6 separate regions of the Mus musculus genome follow, and all the other regions are linked to region 2. A link is a contact called in public ChIA-PET, Hi-C and HiChIP or PLAC-seq data. All regions are on one chromosome and are shown on one strand. The core of a region is the stretch at or near the end of the contact, and the rest is flanking DNA. Distances in the headings are between cores, read along the strand shown. Region 1 holds the start of Suco (SUN domain containing ossification factor). Region 2 holds the start of Tnfsf4 (tumor necrosis factor (ligand) superfamily, member 4). Region 3 has its middle 54 kb from the start of Gm31869. Region 4 holds the start of Cenpl (centromere protein L). Region 5 has its middle 74 kb from the start of Gm31869. Region 6 has its middle 8.0 kb from the start of Gm31869.

What was found. A called contact is a pair of places that touch in the nucleus more often than the background predicts. ChIA-PET counts read pairs in DNA pulled down with a chosen protein or histone mark. HiChIP or PLAC-seq counts read pairs in DNA pulled down with a chosen protein or histone mark.
Region 1: a contact with region 2 is called in an RNA polymerase II ChIA-PET map of memory CD8 T cells, with 148 read pairs. The contact joins the promoter of Suco here to the promoter of Tnfsf4 in region 2. A contact is called at or near these places in 2 of 39 promoter capture datasets (hippocampal neurons and stem cell-derived epiblast-like cells), 1 of 115 datasets of contacts at active chromatin or transcription factors (memory CD8 T cells) and 1 of 9 other capture datasets (liver).
Region 3: a BATF HiChIP or PLAC-seq map of CD8 T cells shows a contact between it and region 2, with 16 read pairs. The contact joins the enhancer-like site here to the promoter of Tnfsf4 in region 2. A contact is called at or near these places in 18 of 39 promoter capture datasets (3T3-L1-derived adipocytes, the C10 cell line, the HPC-7 cell line and 12 more), 2 of 15 datasets of contacts at CTCF or cohesin (CD8 T cells and the NIH/3T3 cell line), 2 of 484 Hi-C or Micro-C datasets (the G1E-ER4 cell line and bone marrow-derived macrophages), 9 of 115 datasets of contacts at active chromatin or transcription factors (CD8 T cells, a beta-TC-6 cell line, bone marrow-derived macrophages and 6 more) and 4 of 9 other capture datasets (adipose tissue, embryonic stem cells, liver and 1 more).
Region 4: a contact with region 2 is called in an RNA polymerase II ChIA-PET map of memory CD8 T cells, with 6 read pairs. The contact joins the promoter of Cenpl here to the promoter of Tnfsf4 in region 2. A contact is called at or near these places in 1 of 484 Hi-C or Micro-C datasets (the G1E-ER4 cell line) and 1 of 115 datasets of contacts at active chromatin or transcription factors (memory CD8 T cells).
Region 5: a contact with region 2 is called in a Hi-C map of CD8 T cells, with 4 times the contacts expected there. The contact joins the enhancer-like site here to the promoter of Tnfsf4 in region 2. A contact is called at or near these places in 26 of 39 promoter capture datasets (the 3T3-L1 cell line, 3T3-L1-derived adipocytes, the C10 cell line and 15 more), 10 of 15 datasets of contacts at CTCF or cohesin (CD8 T cells, the G1E-ER4 cell line, the NIH/3T3 cell line and 5 more), 260 of 484 Hi-C or Micro-C datasets (the 3T3-L1 cell line, 3T3-L1-derived adipocytes, the 63-12 cell line and 127 more), 29 of 115 datasets of contacts at active chromatin or transcription factors (the 230-238 cell line, CD8 T cells, PVALB interneurons and 22 more) and 6 of 9 other capture datasets (adipose tissue, bone marrow-derived macrophages, embryonic stem cells and 3 more).
Region 6: a BATF HiChIP or PLAC-seq map of CD8 T cells shows a contact between it and region 2, with 9 read pairs. The contact joins the enhancer-like site here to the promoter of Tnfsf4 in region 2. A contact is called at or near these places in 6 of 39 promoter capture datasets (the 3T3-L1 cell line, 3T3-L1-derived adipocytes, cranial neural crest and 3 more), 2 of 115 datasets of contacts at active chromatin or transcription factors (CD8 T cells and microglia) and 3 of 9 other capture datasets (adipose tissue, embryonic stem cells and liver).

Annotation. Positions count from the first base shown.
Region 1 is chr1:161,875,137-161,878,536 of GRCm38.p6, forward strand. Suco (SUN domain containing ossification factor) reads right to left here and starts at 1,546. Exons shown (of 24, transcript NM_001357402.1): 1 at 1,175-1,546. The coding sequence starts at 1,236.
Region 2 is chr1:161,393,557-161,396,936 of GRCm38.p6, forward strand. It overlaps Tnfsf4 (tumor necrosis factor (ligand) superfamily, member 4), which reads left to right and starts at 1,882. Exons shown (of 3, transcript NM_009452.2): 1 at 1,882-2,187. The coding sequence starts at 2,026.
Region 3 is chr1:161,711,409-161,714,748 of GRCm38.p6, forward strand. No RefSeq gene overlaps it. Among named protein-coding and RNA genes, the nearest start is that of Gm31869, 54 kb to the right of the region's middle. Within about 2 kb of position 1,738, at least 59 of the 459 cell types and tissues checked have an H3K27ac peak or open chromatin away from gene starts, as enhancers often do. A contact at or near this core is called in CD8 T cells, effector CD8 T cells, hematopoietic stem and progenitor cells and 2 more, where this site is marked.
Region 4 is chr1:161,068,772-161,072,017 of GRCm38.p6, forward strand. It overlaps Cenpl (centromere protein L), which reads left to right and starts at 1,996. Exons shown (of 5, transcript NM_001159930.2): 1 at 1,996-2,585. It overlaps Dars2 (aspartyl-tRNA synthetase 2 (mitochondrial)), which reads right to left and starts at 1,889. Exons shown (of 17, transcript NM_172644.4): 1 at 1,222-1,889; 2 at 309-408. The coding sequence starts at 1,345.
Region 5 is chr1:161,692,028-161,695,313 of GRCm38.p6, forward strand. No RefSeq gene overlaps it. Among named protein-coding and RNA genes, the nearest start is that of Gm31869, 74 kb to the right of the region's middle. Within about 2 kb of position 1,839, at least 10 of the 459 cell types and tissues checked have an H3K27ac peak or open chromatin away from gene starts, as enhancers often do. A contact at or near this core is called in the 63-12 cell line, CD8 T cells, the CH12 cell line and 4 more, where this site is marked.
Region 6 is chr1:161,773,943-161,777,020 of GRCm38.p6, forward strand. No RefSeq gene overlaps it. Among named protein-coding and RNA genes, the nearest start is that of Gm31869, 8.0 kb to the left of the region's middle. Within about 2 kb of position 1,424, at least 22 of the 459 cell types and tissues checked have an H3K27ac peak or open chromatin away from gene starts, as enhancers often do. A contact at or near this core is called in CD8 T cells, where this site is marked.

The DNA of each region.
Region 1 (3,400 bases), core at 296-2,795, 480 kb after region 2:
AAATCTGGAGATAATTTCTGAATGAGGGGAGAAAAGGCTAGTAAGAGAAGCTCACCAACTCTAAGAAATTGCTACCTAATCCTACACTGGTTTCAGGTACCAGTTTCTCTTAAGGAGTATTTAAAGGATTCAGAATGACAAGAAATACAGTCTTTCCAGTCAGATTTTCTCAGACAAGTGTTTTCTTGAGCCCATATTAATATATTATTCTATGTGAGCAACAACTCTACAACTTGAGCACCTCTGGATTCCATTACACCCATAAAAAAAAGGGAATTATTACTGGCGCTTTGAAGACATAAGGTAAATAAGAAAGTGTGTTTAGATTTTAGTATAAGAAGCAAAATCTCTTTAACACAAAGGCCATCACTTTCAGTCACCAAGTCTCAAGGCTCTTTGGGAATTCCTTCAGAAAGAATGGCTTTTCCAAGTACACCTTTAGCAATCCTTTGGTTCATAAGCTATGTCTGCTCCTGGACATCCAGAGATGTGCTTGAAATTAACTTGAACTCCATAGAACTTCAGAGAAAGGGACAGAGCGGGTCGCAAAAACCGTTTCCTTTCTAGTGCCAAAGAACATGCCCCAAAACTATGGCTGACTCCACATCTGTGATAATCCTCTCCCACCAGGCTAACCGAAAAAGGGCTTCATCAGGGATCCCGCCCGCCCCACGCCGCAGGGTTTCAAGGAGCAGCCCCAAAAGTACTATTGGTCAAGATTGTGCAAGACCTGACCAGAAGAACAACAGTTTAGACATTACTCTTACCCTCATGACGACTCACGTTTTCAAAATCACAGGTCCGGAACACATCACACCTGACTCGCCCCTGCCCTTACCTCATAACGAAAGCAAATGAACTGACAGCAAAACTGAGTAACTCACTCACTAGCTTTCTGAACACTACCCAAACTGCCCTAACTGCGGTGATGGGGTACCCGAGTACAAAGGCAAAAAGTGATCCCCAATATCCCCTTCTCTCCCTGCTGGAACTCTGCAAATTCCAAAACACAACTCGTAAACCACAAGAGGAAGAGCTGGGTGGCCGCTGTGTCCCTGGCTTAGGAGCAGGAGCACCAAGCAACCCAAAAAGCCGAGATGATTTGGGGGTGTGACCCGACCTACTCCCTCTTTCATCCCCACGGGAAGTCCCCAGAGGCCGGCCCCTTACTCACCAGACTAGAGAGCAGAGAGAGAGGCAGGAGACCAGGGCCAAGGCCCGCCGGTACTTCTTCATCTTCTCCTCCTTCTTCCCCCTGCCAGGAGGCGGCACATCCTCCCCACAGCAGCCACTGTCGAGGCCAAGATGGAGGAGCCGGAGCAGAAACGCGAGGATGGGACCGAGAGTCCGAAGAGCAGTGGGGCTTGGGGAGCGGTTCCGCAGCGGCTCGCGTCCCGGATGGCCTCCCCGAGAGGCCCACGGCAACGGGAATAGGGACGCTTCACAGGAGCGCTCGGGAGACTGCCGCCGCCGCCGCTCTGTCTGCCCGCTCGCCCGCGCCCGCCTCCTCCGGCCTTCGCCGCCACTGCCTCCCCATCCCCGCCCCGCCCGCCCGGGCCCTCGCTCCGTGCTGCCGGCGACCAACGGCCGCCGCGTACTCGCCTCTCAGCAGCCAATCCCCGGCCGGGCCAGCGCACCTCGCACTCCACTGAGCTGGGTGGAAGGAGACGCGTCACCCACGTCCCTCTCGGCTCGCGCTCCACAAGTCACAGCGCGGGCCACGCCCCCTCCGCTGACAAAGCTCCAAAACGCCACAACCGCCGCCCAACCTGCGCAGGTCCCACCCACTCGCTGGCGCTCGAACAGGAAGTCCTGTAACCCTCGGTCTTCCGCCTTTCAATGGCCTGCCCACTCTCGCTGGCACGCGCCGCCTCCGCGCACGGGTATCTGGGGCTTGTAGTCCTCCTGCCCGAACCCGCCTTTTTTTTTTTTCCTCCGTAGAACTCGCGGGTTTGGTTCTCGAGTTTTACACTTTCACTTCTCACCTTCAGACTGACTAGCTTTGTCATTTGTCATTGTTAAGTCTATAATTCTTCCTTGGAGCACAGTCATGGAACGGCCTGGAATGACTGGAGAGGGTCAGGAGAAAGCATGCTAATGCAATTTAAAAGTCGGTTTACCGGCAGTGGGTCGGGCTTACTGAGGTAGATGATGATTGGAAGGTAGAAAGAGGCGTGTCAACGTTTCCTCTCACATGATTGGCTGGGAAGGACTGAGCTTTTCTTTCACCTAAGTGAGAATTCCTACCTGCCCGCCAGATTCCTAAGATAGAGCTTTAGTGTTCTTTTTTGTTCTTTTAATTTCGGGCTGTGGGTTTGCTGCTGCAAGGCAGAAAAGACACTACGGACTCTCGGCGTCTGGAAGCAGAGAAAGCGAACTCCTACACATACTTGCTGTGAACAAGAAAAAAAAAAAGAAGTGGTGTTCACAGATGGAGACCCCAAAATCTGTAAAAAGCTGAGGCCCAGAATCCTACTTAGGGAGCGTTGGTGTGCAATCTCAGAATGCTTTGTGGCTACTGCCAGACATCTCTTCAAGTAGCTTACTGATCCTGAAAGACAGCAGTTGGAAGAGACTAGACTTTTGGCCTCTTAGTATAGCAGTTCCTTCCTCTAAGTCTCCCGTGTGCCTATTTAACATATCAAAGCAGAACTGGCTGCCACGTTCTCCCAGCATTCTTCAGTCTCTACCAGTTAGTTGCAGGATTCTTCTCATCAGCCCCTACTCCAAACTTCTCCAGCCCAGGGGCTGGGCAGCCATTCCCTCATGCACCCTTCCCTATATAATCCAGCCATTTTGGTTACCTGGCCCTTTTGGTCTGCCCTTTACCCTCCTGGCCTCTTGATCTCCTGGTCTCCTGGCTCTCCTTGCCTCCTCCACTTTCCTCACATGGCCCCTGCTCAGGTTCGTATTCACTCTGGACTCGTCCAGATGCCCCTGTCTCTGGCTATGTCTCCCTTGTATAAACCTCCTCTACCATGCCCAGGAGCAGTCATTCCCTTCCTATTTTATTTTATTTTATTTTCAGTTCCTCTCATCTATCTGCACCGCCATACCCATTAACCTCCTCCACTTCTCCCACCCTTAACTCCTGAGATCTGTGAACACTATTCTGTTCTCATCTTTGAAATTATCTTAATTTTCATGTATAAGAGAGACTACACGGCATTTGTATTTCTACCTCTGATTTTACACAACATTCTCCAATTTCATCTGTGTTACAACTAATGACAAGATTTCGTTCTTTTTATAGTTTAATGTGTAAATAAATATACTGTATTTTCTTTATCAATGGATCCCTAGGTTGCTTCCATATTTTGGCGACTGTGCAATTCCTCCTTGACATTTACCCAGGTGTTATGTTTTATATAAAAGAAAAAGCCGGGGATATGTTAGGTGG
Region 2 (3,380 bases), core at 632-3,131:
TATTAGAGTTTTGGGCTTTTACCTATTGTCTCTTTCAGTCTTTTTAAAAATTATTATTAATCATTGTATTCATTTACATTTCAAATGTTATCCCCCTTCCTTGTTTCCCCTCCAAACCCTCCATCCCATACCCCCTCCACCCACCCACCCACTCACTCCTGCCTCACCACTCTAGCATCCCCCTCCACTGGGGCATCGAGCCCCCCATAGGACCAACGGCCTCCCCTCCCACAGGAGCGCTGGGTGGTTTGGTTAGTAAAAGTGACTGGTTACAACTGTTACATATTATGCAAGTGGGAAGTTTACACTGATTTTTCTTCCCGCTCTCTTCACACCCTGCTTTGCTGAGGACATCATTGCTGCAGAGTAGCCTATGTGAAACTGAGTCCGACTCTTACTCGAAGACCCATACCTTAGCTCTCCCAATGGTCTCCAAATGCAACGCCTCCTTATTATAATGTAGGCATCAACTGGTTTAAATAGTTGACTACTGTGGCAAAGTACCTTCCTTGTCCTGCAACTCGATGTTCTTTTTAATATGCCTCATATCCGTGATATTCTTTAATTGTGGCACATTTGTGAGTTTCATGTACCTTCTTACACTTCTGGCTCTCAGAATATTTTTTTCTCTCACTTCCTTCTTTATCTGTTGACGGCTCCATGATAAACCATGAGACTTTCCCATAAAGTTGAGAGAGAATTATGTTCAGCATCCCTGTGCTACTTATATAGCATTGACTTCATAGTACATATTCAATAAACATTTTGCCATTTTGGACTTGACATTAAAACTTCACATTCATTTAGTTTCACTGTGCATGTCAGTGACAACGGCTAAGTGGTGAGCAGTTGGCTATTGGAAGAATCTATTTTTAAAGTTTTGTTTTGTTTTTAATGTAAGGGGTTTATGCCTGTGTGTGTGCACCACTTGCATGCTTGGTGCCTACGGAGGTTAGGAAAAAGGCATCAGGTCTTCCAGAATGAACAATTACGATGGTTTTGAGCCACCACGTAGAGGGAGAGAACTGAACCCCCGTCTTCTGGAGCAGCAGCCCTGCTCTTAACCACTGGGTCGTTTCTCCAACCCTGGGAAGATATGTTTACTTAGCAGGCTCTGAGTCCAGCCAACATTTCAAAGAGAGCAACAAGCCTCAAATGTTACTTGAATTACTCATGCAAAAGTTATGTGTGGGAAAAATATATAGGGGAGTGAAGGCGGAGGGTGGGGTGGGGAATGACAGAATTTTCTTCTGCTTCTTTTTTGATATTCTGAAAATTAATCATGTATTTGCTGAATTTCCCTGAAATGAGAAAGTATGACAGTTGCAAGAGCGTTTAACACAGTGTCTGACACATAGCAGTTGCTCAATAAATATTAGTTTATGTGGCTTAATGTGATGTATTATGTAACTATAAGACCCCTTCTTTATGTCTATATGCATAATCCACCTTTCTATTTTCCTCTTTGTCCTTTTCATCTCAAGGATAACCTGCATGCATTTGATTCTGAAACTGTAAAATGGGCCAGGAGATTAATTGCACAATAGAAGCAGGGATGTCTGGCAAGCATGTTCCTCAAATCTCTTCTATGGTTTAAGACATCTTGAGGGATTGGTAAGTAAGCTGCTTTAAAAAAAAAAAAAGGGTGATCTTTATCTATCATTACCGGTGCAATAAAAAACTTCAGAGCACACGTTTGTGAATGTCATTTCGAAGTCACTCAATTCATAACTGGGATGCCACAAAAACAACTCCCTGTTAGCCCGGAGGGAAAAAAAAAAAGAAAGAAAGTAAAGGGGAAATTCAGATTAGTCACATAGAAGTTCCCCCGCCTGCAAAACCTGCAGAGTTAAAACGAAGAGACTCTGCTCTGCTCCTTCAATTGCTTTTTGTCTCCTGTTCTGGGACCTTTATCTTCTGACCCGCAGGCTTGACTTTGCCCTTATTGGCTCCTTTGTGGTGAAGAGCAGTCTTCCCCCAGGTTCCCCGCCACAGCTGTATCTCCTCTGCACCCCGACTGCAGAGATGGAAGGGGAAGGGGTTCAACCCCTGGATGAGAATCTGGAAAACGGATCAAGGCCAAGATTCAAGTGGAAGAAGACGCTAAGGCTGGTGGTCTCTGGGATCAAGGGAGCAGGGATGCTTCTGTGCTTCATCTATGTCTGCCTGCAACTCTCTTCCTCTCCGGTAAGATGCACCAGTGGGCGCTGCTTTTCCTCCAGCTCTGGCTGAGCGCCAACTGCAACAGCTGCAGTCACCTGTAAAGGATCTAATGGTAAAACTGTTCAGTCCCTGCCCCTGCCACCAAGAGATTGTAAAGTGTGGTCAAATATCCTTTGGTGTCTCCTTTCCTTCCTATTTTAACAGTAGCAGTGCTAGGGTGGAGTAAAGGGCAGAGGGGCCCTGCTTCTAATGGTTTTTGTTTGTTTGTTTTGCAAGGCAAAATCCCTGATGTATCTTAATGAGCTGTCACCCTGAAGCTTTGGGCTACTGATATTTCTCTATCCATCCTGGTAGTAATGTGTCTGATCGGGGAATCAGTATAAAAGAAAGACAAATAACGGACCCGTTTTACTTCCCACCGCGTTCATGAGTCTGCAGATATTCAAGGGGATCTGGTTCTTAAATTTTTTTTTGAAGGTTTCAGGATTAAGTCCTTTCCTATCACCGACCTGCAGCAATGTGTGTGCACATTTGTTGGCTCAGCCGTTTACATCAATCACTTAATCTCATAGTTTTGTTTGCTCGTATGTTCTTTAAGTGTTCAACCGCAGGTCTCCCCAGAATTCCATGTTGGATCTGGCCTCATAATTCTTGTTTCCATAGTGGTTGCTTTATGTCAGCAAATCCATGGTGGATGACAGACAGAATGGAAGGTCTTTTTCATGGCCATATCAGAGACACAGCTACGTCAAATTAAACCAGGATACGACGAGCAGTCCGGGCAAAGGCCTGGGCATGTCTCTGTGTACAGGAAGTGCGGTTTTGATAACTAGAAGCTGTTGGGAGCGTATGTGTTCTCGAGGGCTGAACCTTGTACTGTGCTTGTCCCTTGGGCCGGCAAACTGGTGTGGGGCTCAAGCCTGCTTGGCCAATTAGAGCAGCAGCAGCCCGGTCCTCTTCTCTCCACTCCACATAGCTCTCTGTGTAGGGCGGTGGATGGAAATTTTGTAGGCACTTTGGGGGAGAAGGTGCTAGGGTAGAGTAATTTGTTCACGGTAGGATGTCTAAGACACAGACCGGAATCAGGCTTTTTAAAGAAAGCAAACAGAGTAACCAAAAATAGACCAGCTGCGAGCCTTGGATAGGTCTGGGAGTCTTGAGACTTTTCAAACAACCACAGGGCCGTGTGTTTCCTCACTCGGTGGGATGAGAAGGAC
Region 3 (3,340 bases), core at 488-2,987, 320 kb after region 2:
GGCATTATTACCCATGCCAACCTTTTTAAAAATGAGGATGTAGTAGACAAGTCTTTCAGAAACAAATATCTTTCTATGAACTTGGATACATATAAAAGAGTCTAATTGGAAATGCAAAAGGAACTTACAAGGCATTATGTAGAGATGGAGAAAATTGTCTTGAGTAATAAGTGTATCGGTTTAGGAAATTCAGACTATGCCATAATATTAGCTCAGAAACTCACAAAATAAAAACTCATTTCTCATTTACACAGATCTAAGGTAGGTTGATCTCTTATAGCTTACCTCTATACAGTGGCTCAGGGTTCAGGATGGCCTTAACTTGTGATGCTACCATGCTTTAATCTTGCACTTCAACTTCACGAAGAATATATAGAAGATCTCACAGGAGCTCTTCCTGTGCCAGGCCAGGTAAAAGTAAGGCATGAGCCCCCATGTGCTCTCTGTATCTCTCTGTCTCTCTCTCTCTCTCTCTGTGTATATATATATATATATATATATATATATATATATATATATATATATATATATATATACACACACATATATATTCAGTATCATCCCCAGATGCAAAGAAGGCTGGAGAACAAAACCTTCCTCAACCAGAAGGAAAGGAAAATGTCTTTACCAGAAATACTTCATCTTTCACAGCTATACTTTTATAAGAAAAAAGAAATAAAAGACAAGGTTTGAAAAGCATAGTGCAGCCACTTAGCTGGTAATGGGCACAGGTATAAACAGGAATAGGAAGTCCAGTCTTTGAGGGAGATAAGTTAGAATGCAACCAGATCGCAACCTTGCTAAGCTTTTGCCACAGGATGTGCTGTGCGTGGGAATCCCAAAACAGAAAGAAAGAAAGAAAGAAAGAAAGAAAGAAAGAAAGAAAGAAAGAAAGAAAGAAAGAAAGGAAGGAAGGAAGGAAGAAAGTAAGAAAGAAAGAAAGAAAGAAAGAAAGACAGAAAACAAGAGTTCATGACAACCACAGGCACTACTGTTGTAAGGGACAAATGAACCCTGCTGGGAAGATGTCCTGGCTGGATCTCCAGGCGTGCACACAAGTGGTGGTGTGAGGAAGTGATCTCCAGTGGTTTCTATATTTAGCACCGTCCTTCTCTGTGCCGGGTAAACCCTGGAATTCTTGGGGAATTTAAGTGGAGAGCTTCAAAAGAAACCATGCAGCTACTCCAGCAAAGGAGTTAAGGGAGAAAAACAATGTCCCATTTTTGAATAGCAAATGTGTTGAGCATTTCTTTCTGGTTTAAAGAGGGATATAGAAAAGATGTGTGTGGGAGAGAGAGAGAGAGAGAGAGAGAGAGAGAGAGAGAGAGAGAGAGAGAGAGAATTCTGATGTAGAAAAGTCAGTAGTATACTTTTACTAATTCTGTTTTTTGATTAAAATTTATGCTTAATCACTACCACCAAATCTTGCAGCAATACAAGACAGTTTAACTGGCCACAGCATGGCACACTGAATAATGAATAGTTCAGTGTGAGCTGAATTCATTTTAGAAATTCAGAGTCTTGAAAGCAGAGCAAGATTTTTGTTGTTGTTGTTGTTCAAAATATTAAGAAACAAGAGTGTCTAGAGGATACCCTTCCAGGATGTATTTAAAGTTCTCATGTGACTGTGGGTGTCTGATCAAAGTTCTTATGTAAACAGGATCTGTATGTGAGAACGCTCTCAGCGGTCGAATGTGGAACTTCGTTACGAATGGAGCAAAAGGTGGGCACGCAGCCAAGCAGTCACACGGGACTGAAACCGATGTTCTAAAGCCCGTTAGGCTCCTCACCACCTTCCCCTCTTGCTCAGCCCACTCAAACACAAAGCCAAAGGAGGTGCTTCTCACCTGTGAGCTGCCCCTACGCAAACCCCAAGTCCTATCTGATCTACTCTGAGAAGGCCTTTTACACAGAGAGTACACTGGCTCAAACACACCTCCCTCATGAGAAAAGATGGCTTCTCTGACCCAAAGCACGATCTTCCCTTGGGAATGCTAAGATTATTATTATTCATATTATTATTTTTAATAAAATCAAAGCATCAAGGACCTGTTAAGAAAGCCAACTACTACTTTATAGATCAAATCAAGTGACCCAAGGACTTTTTCATTATTACAGGGATCTACCTATGACTCTAACTCTCTAGCCAAAGAGAAATAGTAACCATGGTATCTTCGATTGACTCAGCAGCTGGACTGCATTGACATGCGCTCCAGAGGCCCCAAGACTAACTCTTTTCTAGCATCCCAGGGTCTCCTGCTCTGCTGACTGAATGAGGACCTGTTTAACTAGAAACTCTAGCCTTAGGGTTGTCACTCATCCCACACAGCTATTAAGAGAACCACCTAACTGCAAGGCCTGCTCCCACCACACAAGTAGCTCCCATGGCAGCTACAAGGCCCTCAACTATAATGACTACTGCTCTTCCATCCCTGGTGTTACAATTTTTTTTTTTTTGTTCCAGGTTTATTCCTAAAGAAGGATGTTTTTAGTTTTTGTCTTGGGGGAAAAACTCTTAAGTTCATTTGGAATTTCTCTTACTCAACTATTAAACGGAGAAGATAATCCAATTACATTTTTATTATTTACATGCAATTTCACCCTGGGAAAGTAAAAGGCAAACGATCTTAAAACCTTTCATGTGTCTTCTTTTGTTCTTCCAACTTCTTAAGCTATAGGAAATCTTATATTCCCTTCAAACTCAGTTATGACTCATTAGAATGATGTTATAATTGGATCAAACTAAAAGTGGCCCACCTGATAATTAGATTAACGGGCATCTAAGTTACCATAATTCTACTTCAGTGATGCTCCTTGCTAATACCCAACAATATGGCCCCTCTTATATTCCTTTGTCTGAACGCTGTTCAGGAATATTAATCCTACAACTTCTGTCTCCAATTAGCCTCAGCGACCCTAATGCAAACAGCTCTCCTAGCCCCTCCTAGTATACCAGATTTTTCTAAAATACTATGCAAATTAAACTCCCAGGCATCGTGCCTAGTCTTCCTTCACTCTGTGCTAGCCCTGGGCATGAAGAGTTGAAGAAGAAACTGCTACAGTCTCAAGTGGCTCTGCATTTGTCAAGCCAGCAAACCACTGAGCATCACGGTGTTGGAATGTTGTAGATTGCTGCACTGGGTGCTGACAGTTCTTAGAAAAGCATATTGGTTGGAAAAAACCAAGGAATTCCCCAGCTTGCACCAGGGACAGCACCTTGCAAAGCCTGCAGTGGATTCAGGGAGGCACGGGGACACTCTGAGCTGGAAGGAAAGGCAAAACTGTGTTTCGCTTGGTTATTTGGTTTTCCCTTCTGACAGGTTGCCAGAATCCCTACTTT
Region 4 (3,246 bases), core at 746-3,245, 320 kb before region 2:
CATAGCTGCCTCACAGAATCCTAGTCTATTCCCACTTACTGCTTATGAGTTTTGTAAACTCTGCTCAGGATTATTTCAGTCCTCCGGTGGGTCACGTTTTATCGTTATTCCCTTTAACCGATATTAGTACTTACTGGGAATAACACTATTAGACTTTTTCAAAACAAAACAGAACGGAAAAGGCAGTGACTTCCGAGAAATTACAAAAGTGGCAAATATTATTCTCTGCCTGGATAAAAACTAGCAAAGGTTGGAACTATTTGGGAAAACGACCTCCATGTATTCCTGAACCATTTTCTTCAGTTTACCTGCGGTACTGAATCCATCCACACAGAGTGACTTCTTGGCCTAAGTGGGACGAACGCAACTCTCCACATGTGTTGGTCCGAGCAACAAAGCTACTGAATTCTTTAAGAAGAGAAGGAAAAAGCACTTTAAAAGGCATCAGTAAGAATGTTTGTAGTTTTCTTTAAAAATACTCTCCATTCATGATGTATCAGCTCTTTCAGGTCAATGGGTGAAGTTGTAAAAATTTTAAATTAGATGTGTGTGTGTGTGTTTATGTGTGCGTACCCACAGGTATGTGGGCTCACATGCCACGGTGCCCCTGTGGAAGTCAGAGGACAACTTGTTGGATTCTGTTCTCTTCTTCCATTCACAGTGTGAGTTTTGGGAGTCAACTCTGGTACTCAGGCTTGGCAGGAAGTGCCTGAAGCCACTGAGCCATCTTGTAGGTCTGATGTAGTTTATAAAATAGCCTAGATTATACAATATCCCTATTGTGTTTACCTGCACAAGTGTCAAGGCCCAAGCAAATAACTGCCCCAAAGGAAAATTTTGCCTTCTGTTTAAAAATCTAAACCTTGTACATAAACTAGCACTTGAAGGGACATAAAATGGTAGCTGTCCATTTTGGTAAGTGACATATAATTTTAGAAATTACCTGCTTGACAGTGCAGTTAGTATTTAACTTTAGTACAAGTATAGTTTATAACAATCATTTGTAAATCAATAAACTATTAGAAAAGATTTTATTTAAATTATTACTTTAGTTTTTCTACTAATAGTATACACTACACAGGCTATCTACTTTTTTTTTATAATCAAGGGGGGGACCTTAATTATAACTAATCAAGAGAATGAATGACCTGGTATTAAAATGCAGTTAGAATCAGGGAAACAAGCTGTCAAAAACAGGCGGAAGCTCGTAGCTGCCTTCACCTGGAATTCTTTGTGAACTCAACGCCAGATTTCTGGAAAGAGAACCCCAGATTGGCCGCATGGTCTTCCCGATGGGTCTGGATAAACCCCTGCATAGACGACTTAACCAAAAACCAAGATACATGTTGAAGTCCCGGGATCCGGAGAGACAATCACGAATCCCACGCTGCAGGTGTGGTGGTGCTCAAAACTCGGTTTTCGGAATACCTGGGAACCCTTAAAATTCTAGTTCCCACGCAAATGCATCCAGACCCTGCTCCGCTGAACGTTCTAGTATCTACAAAGTAGATTGACCTGCAAGGTCTCCAGAGACCTTAGGTGAGTGGGTAGGGGGAAAGCCTTTGCTTCCTTCAGTGCATCAGTTCCCACTTTAATTAAACAAGGCTGAGCCCCGAAGATGCCTCAACAGCAGCGCCAGTGCCAGAGCGCCCCAGCCGGAAGGCCGGCCACCAGGCGCGCGTCCTCCCTTTATTCCCACGTATCTCGAAGGTGACCAGGGCATAAGCAGAAATATAAGGAGGTGCAGCCTCGTGTTTCAACTTTCCCAAACCTGGCGGCCCATCCTGGATTTTCCTGAAAGGTGAAGACGAACAAATCCAAACAGCTCTGAGGTTCAAACCCAGACACAAACCACATCCACAAGCCAGTCCCTCTGACGCCCGGCGAGCGCCAAAGTTACGCAAGGATTCCGGCCAATCAGGACGAGGGCGCCTCCGCCATGTTTATTGTGGGCGGCAGTATGCGGGAAAGTTTCGCACCGGTTGGAAAACGGAAGAACAACGCGGCGCAATAGGGGATTGGGAATTTGAGGCTATTGATTGAAGCCTTCCAAGCCTTGCCCTCAGTTAAAATGACGACTTCAGTTGCTTTCAGTTACGTGAAATCGGAGGGCCACAGGCGAGGCTTTCCGAGTCGGCCGCAGGGCAAGTCGGGAAATGATTTTAAACTGGAGGGCGTGGCGTGTGTGGAAAAGCGCCTAGACGAGCGGAACTTTCAAGTCTACCTTTGATCCCCGGAGAGCTCCGGAGAAGGGTCTTTGGGGACTCCCTGTTTTTCGTGGGCCGGCGCCAGCTTCCGAAGAGCGAGGATCATAGAGCCGGGCAGCTTGGGAAGCCGAGCTGTCTCTCCCGGGGGAAGTCGCAGGTCTTGCTCGAGCCTGAGGGAAGCTAGGTTCACTCCAGGACTCCTGATGTCTCTTCTGAACTCACCGGGGATTGCTTCGGTTCTCTCTTAAGCAGTCATTTTGGCCACTTTCTTCTTCTTAAAAAACCAAAACCTTTCGTCTCGACGTAGTCTTGGAGCAAAACTTGAAGGATGATTCGTGAATCCGGAGTGGATGACAGTGTCTTTACGACATAGTTTTGGTAAGAGCTTTTGGGTCCTCGACTGGCCGTGTACTGCATTTCTTTCTGTTGTGTGACTGTTGTCTTTGCAATGCTTTTGTGTATTTAAGATGTGTACAAACGGAAGCTAACGTCAACGTGAGCGTTAGTATGGGAGCAGTGGGTTGACTTTTGTGGCAATATTGCAGTGACTAACTCAGGGACTTTCTTCATGGACTAACCACAAGAAAAACTACTGAGTTTTAGTTGTGTGTTAGGAACTGAGTACAAGAGAATTTGATGAGAGATATAGTTCCGTGGATACTAGAAAGAGGCTGATAGGACCCTTTGCCACGGGCATAAGAGTCAAAGGAGGCGAAGAATTGAGAAATTCGTAGAACCTTTCCCTCCAGTCACCTGGCAACATAGCAGCGTACTTACTAATAGGGTCGTTTGAGGAGTGAACAGTAGTACCAGATATGTCCCAGGACTAGGGAGGCTGAGGCAAGAGAATTGCCGTGAGTTCTAGGCCAACCTGGGCTACACAGAGAGACTGTCACTCGATATAAACAAAACACCCCCAAACAAAAGAATATTCGTTAAAGGCTTAATCTTTGTTAAGTGCTTACAAACATGCCTGAAAAGTAATGTATACTTAGCAGTTATTGTACTAGTTAGCCTACTTTAAAGAAAGATTCTGTAT
Region 5 (3,286 bases), core at 589-3,088, 300 kb after region 2:
CAGATTCCAAAAGCAAAGACACGAACTGCTTTAGGGATTTACACACACAGCATGAGTGATAAAACAAAGAGGTTGAAAACAACCAAGACATCCCCATCCCTGTGGTACATGGAGCTGTAAGCAGCACTAGAGATGGGTGACACACCCACCAAGCAAAAAAAAGGTAGAGATGGCACCTGTCTGGGCCTGTCTGAATCTGCGTATCATTAGGAACACAGAGGTCTCCACATTGAATGAATCCAGCTCTGCCATCTAAGGGCTCACCAGGTACCCATCCCGCTTCCTGAAGAGAGTGGGAAATTTTTTGCAAGTACACAGGAAACATCCCTTGAAAACCCCCAGAAGAATTAGGTGATGACGGTGGTGAAGGCAACTCGTCAAGATCTGGGCTCAGACTGACAACCCTACAGCTGTCACCATAAGCTATTTCAGAACACCCGAGTGTGCTGCCCTTAATTATAAAATCATTAGTGTGATGGACGCACATATTTGTTCAATCAATGACATTCATGCAGCAAGCATCTATTCTGTGCCAGATCATTTATTGGCATTTGGGATGCAACAATTAATTTTTTTAAAGTCTTTGCCTTTATGGACTTAAGGGACAAGGGGAAGAAACAAAACAAATAGTTACCTAAGCAGTAAATCTATACAAAAGATAAACTCTGTGGAGGGAAGAGCCTGGGTTGCTGGGAGTGTGGAGGATGCTGTGTTCAATTTTAGATACTGCCATTGTCATGAGCTTCACCGAGAAGAAACAGTTGAGCAAGGCTTGAAGAACTGGAGGAGAACAGGACACCAGGTGACATGACCCTACAAGGCACCAGGCATGACTGAGTCTGATAGCAACTCAGATCTGTTCTCAGATACTAGGATGGTAAATGCAATGGGTCACAGTGTAGACTCGGGCATGGACTCGGTTGACCTACACTGGCTTTTGACCATGCCTTGCTGAGCAGACCTGTCCCAGATAGTATGCAAATGAGCCACGATGCCCCTGTGAGCATAATACAAAGAGACAACACAGAACCTCGCTCTAGATTTTTTTTCAAATCATGAATTAAGTCTTTATCCTAAACAGCCTTTCCCAGAATGTGTTCTTAAGCATGCTAGACCCAAGGCATGCCACACAAAAAAAAGGAAGCTGGTGTTTGCCATTGTGTGTGAGAGGACTTAGTCCGCAGTATCCCACACATAGTGCTGGCATGTGCAATACTCAAGAGTGCATAGGTGTTTTAAGTGACTAGCAGAAGAAAAATTTTAAAAAACCAAACAGCAACCATGTTTGTACCAGCTAACTGTCACTTCACAGTCACAGGCCACGAGACCATTTACTACCTGACATCACGGGCTGTGGGAAACCTGAGTCTGTGATGAGACATGCCTCCACTCTTGGAAACGAAATGAAAGATCCCTCCCAATTCTAACCAAAACACCGAGCTAACATAGAAGATCAAATAAAATGCAGATGGAAAATGGTCTCACGCATGAAAGTGCTGGGAGAAAGATAAGGAGACCCTGGGACCCATAAAAACAAAACTGAGACAGTTTACCCTGGGCCTTAATGTCACGGGATAACAGGCAGAAACTGAAACCAACGCGTCTTTATGTCGATGCACTCTTCTGGGGCCCAAAGGTCCTGTAAGAGTCTCAAACATTTCAAATAAAAGGTCTTTCACCATGAAGCTGGGACAAAAACAATTCAGCCTGGCTGTTTGAAGCATCAGGCAGGTCTCAAGTCACAAAACAAATACTGAAAAGAAAGAGATCAGAGGAAACCCACCACCCCACTACCCCCCATCCTGGAGTTGGTGAAGTCTCTACTTTCTGCTTGACTGACAGCAAAGATGTAGCCAACTTCAATACATTGAAAAATGGGGGAACTGACACCAGATGACGTTTTCCACTCAAGGAATGAGTAATAATGTCAAAGGGGGCACGGTCTGCTACCCCTGCAGTCTTTTGACACTTCCCCCATCGAAACAGTGATCCAGCAACAAGTAACAAATGCCACCCAAAACCAAATCTGTTACAGTCCGGTCCCCACTCAACTGAAACATGGGAGGGAGAAGGCCAGCAGAGAACACAAAAGTCACACCTCGTCTGCACCTTAGGTACTCCACGTAGGCACCACATTGAGTACCCCTGGGGGCCAACCTCTAAGCTAAGTTTCTCTGCAAATACCTAACCTCTTTTAACTGAACACCCATGGTAGCCATAACCACTTCAGTTAACAGGAAAGCACTGGAAACCAAAGGGAATGATGTAAAGGAGATGAACACTACAGACATATGAACACAGACGGACGAACGGACGGACGGATGCTGCTCTCTCCAATGAAGTAGTAAATAGGGGCAAGTACAGAGCAGATATGTCACTCAAGGAAGCATGTCTTACCTGAGAAGAGCCCAACAAGGAATGGTCATGACGGCTGTCACTGTAGTTTTTCCATTTCTGCTCTTGGTTAATCTTGTCACGTGTGTTCTTAGTGTGGACGCCTCATCCAAACACAGGGCCCTGTGGGCTGTGGAGCAGAAACCGCTATTTACAATTTTGCCAGATCAGAGATGTTTTAACCCAGACTGTATGGTAATCTGGGATAATGGGGCATCCTCATTGGATACCTTCCTTCCTTTATCACCACAACCTCTTCCCAGCCCCCAAATTCCTTCACTGTATAAAGAAAGAGACACAAATTTCAGGAGGGGAAAGAGATTCTATTTTCATATTTTATTACCAGGAGTCCATATGTGTTCATTGAAAATCTAAGTGGCGCTAGTAACGTTCCTCCTTCCTGGAATGGGTAAGAGAGGTAGTAAGTCACTTAAAAACTTAAGTTTTTCATAATATTTGGGGAAAATGTGGGAAGCAATAGAACCCAAGAATGGATTTTAAAAAGTTTTTTTTTTCTTAAAGGTGGAGGTGGTGGTGCTTTTAACCCCAGCACTCAGGAGACAGAGGCAGGCAGATCTCTGTGAATTTGAGACAAACCTGGTCTACAGAGAAAGTTTCATGACTGTAAGACTGTCAGGGATACACAGAGAAATCCTGTCTGGAAAAACAAACAAACAAAAAATGAAAAAACCCAAACAAACCAGGAGGAGGAGGAAGAGGAGGAAGGAGGAGAAAGGAGGAGGAAGGAGGAGGAAGAGGGGGAAGGAGAAGAAAGGAGGAAGAGGAGGAAGGAGGAGAAAGGAGGAGGAAGAGGGGGAAGGAGAAGAAAGGAGGAAGAGGAGGAAGGAGGAGAAAGGAGGAGGAAGAGAAGGAGGAAGGAGGAGAAAGGAGG
Region 6 (3,078 bases), core at 174-2,673, 380 kb after region 2:
AGAGCTTATTGTTGCCTAACCATTTCTGGGATTACGTGTTTATTTTCTTGTTTAGTTTTTTTTTTAAAACACAGCTTTGGAACCCCATTTAAGGATAAGTTTCATAAGAACGAATGAGACTTTGTGGGTGTACTTAGTGGTAAGAATACTTGCCTAGCAAATGCACTGGGCTGGGTTTGCTCCCCAGGACCCAAGATACAAATTAATAAAAGAATAATCATTATTATGTTCGCCATTCCACCCTCCAAACAATGCTTGACTCCTAGCATGTACTTAACAAATAGTCGTTAAATAACTGAATACTGATAATTATAATGAGGACAGAAGGCAAACTGATATGTGGCTAACAGTCTTCAGATCTGACAAGCCTAGTCTTGAGTTCTAACTGATACTCCATGGCCATTGAGAAGTTATCACTTCTCTGCTTTCTCACAAGCTGGAGTCAGTAATGTTTGGCTAAGGGGGTTGTTATGGGTATGACCTGACCTAAATATAGGCACTTTCTATAACTCTTGCTTAAAGGGAAGCAATGCAATCTTGCTATGTACATACATCATGATTTGAGGGCCATAATAAGCCTTGTGGTAAATGTTATATCACTCTTCAATTAAAAGTTGATCTACTTAACCACTCAGTGAACCATAAACACAAATTTGGCTTTAAGGCAGAAAAAGCATTCCTAATCAAGCATGGATCTATTGTGTGCTCACCTCGACTCCTGGTTACATTCTCTGCTAGAAACAGAAGCAATCTTCATATTCATTGGACAGGTTGGAAAAGCTGGCTGGCCAGCCTAGTCAGCAACAAGGCCCAAGAGCACAACTCTAAAGGGAGCTTCAGCAGAATCAAGCCTTGCTGGTTTCTTCTTTTCATCACCCTATCCAGACCTCTGCAGAAGTCTTCTGAATTTCGTAGAAACCAGAATAAGGCCACCTAAACGACGCAAAAAGGATGCTGAGGTTGAGATAATTCTTCCATTCCAGCTCACACTTCAGAGTTCTGTTTAACACCTCTGTCTCTTTCTCACCATCTAAAGAGTGTTGTCTCTTCTCAATGAATCTAAGGTCACTTCAGTCTAGACTTTAATCTCTTTGGGGAAGATCTAGCATATTATCCATTTACTTGAGGCTAGAGATAGTCTCTTTATAGCTCCATGAACCTCCTTCCAAAAAAAAAAAATGTATGCATTTTCTTCTACAGATTGGAAGTGGAGCAAGAACAGAGTTGGGTTGGAGCAGGATGGAGGATAAGCTCTAGAACAAACAAACCCAAAAGATCTATCCATGCCATTAAAAGCCTTGGAAACTCCAACAAGTAGCTGTTGTCTCATTGGCTAGGGTTCTTGTCTTGCATGCCTTACGTATTTGAACACTTTAAAACTTGATACCATCGTCGTGTCTCTTACCAAAACTTCACATAGTCTTTGAAGTGGTTCGTTCACCCACAGAAAGTGGGGCTGCAACATGAGAACGAAGAGGTTCTAGTCCCTCTATGACAGGCTGCTACTGGAAAGAGGGGGATCCCCTTGGCAGCTCACATCTCCTGAAGTGATCCCAAGTTTAATGAAGGAGGCAGCTATCAAGGGTAGCACTAAGCTTAAATGTCCCGTTATTGAAATTAAATATTTAAATGTCATCTCTTAAAATTGTATTTCAGAATGAAAAGACACAGTCATCAAGATGGCTAATCATATCTGCAGGAAAAGGAATACAGCTTTAGGTTGTCATGGTAAGCAAAATAAACCAGACTCAGAAAGTCAAATAGACAACTATAATGTTTTATTTCAGATTGAGGACAAAGACTTAAATATATGTACACACTTATGAATAGAAAACAGAAGGAGCTAAGGGGACCGGCAGGAAAGGAGAGAGAGGAACATAAGATGGTAACTGGAAATTAATATAAGTGAAGTACATGATATGAATCTATGAATATGTTATGAGTACCATTATTTATATGCTAATTAAAATGTGGCTAATCATAGTAGACTTTGTATATAATGAACACATAAGATATCCAATATCTCAATTATGAGTAAAGAATCTGAATAAGCCAGTTGCTCTTATATGTATAATGACATACTTAAAGTAAAAACAAATAATAAAATGATTTTAAAGACTATGGTTAATATGAAATAGTATTCTTTTACTTTCACACTTCAGAAGATTATTTTTCTGTCTGTTTCTTATAACAGGTAGTTTGTATAGTTGATGAGATTTTCTTATATGGGTCTTATGAAAATATTAATGAGCAAGAAATCTTAGTTGTCTCTGTACACGTGTGTATAAGCACATGCTCTGTGTGTGTGTTTGTGTGTGCACGTGCACGTATGATGTGTATATAGGCACATATGTCACAACACATGTGTGGAGGTCAGAAGACAACTTAATAGAGTCAGTTTCCTCTTCCCACGTTTATGTGCTTTCTGGAGAATTGACCTGAGGTCACTAGGTTTGCAAGTGCCTTTGCCTGCCAAACCATCTCACCTGTTGAGGAATTTATCTAAGCGTGGTGATCAGGAAACTTACTGAGAAATACAACAGCGCCACAGCTCCTCCTCCAGCAGCCTTTCCAAGGCCTGAAGGATTCCTTTTCATGTCAGCAACAGCATTTCTATAGAGGACCAAGAAAAGGAATTTCACAACGTCCGTGGGACTTACTTAAAGTCACATAGAGTTAAGCAAGTGGCCGTGGCTGAACTCACCCAGGCCTTCTCAGCCCGAATTCAATCCCTTTCCTTTTTTCCTCAGGACAACTGAGTTGCGAGAGACAGCAGAGTGTTGGCTCTGGGAGTCCAGATAGAAGCGGAGAGTCCATAGTTCTCGGGAAGAATCTAGAGAAAATCCATGGCCACCTCTGGGACCCTGGGATCTCTATGTATAGGATGACCCTAACTCTGTTCTCTATTGCTACATCACAATACCACAGCTTAAATAGTTTACAAGGTGACAAATGAAGGACATGTAAGGGCTAGGAAGTCTATGGGCGTCATGTGGGTTTAACTGTGGGCAGGACAGAGTGACAGCATTTGATGATTGTCTTTGAACTGGTCCATAACTTAGCAGAAAGCGAGAGGAC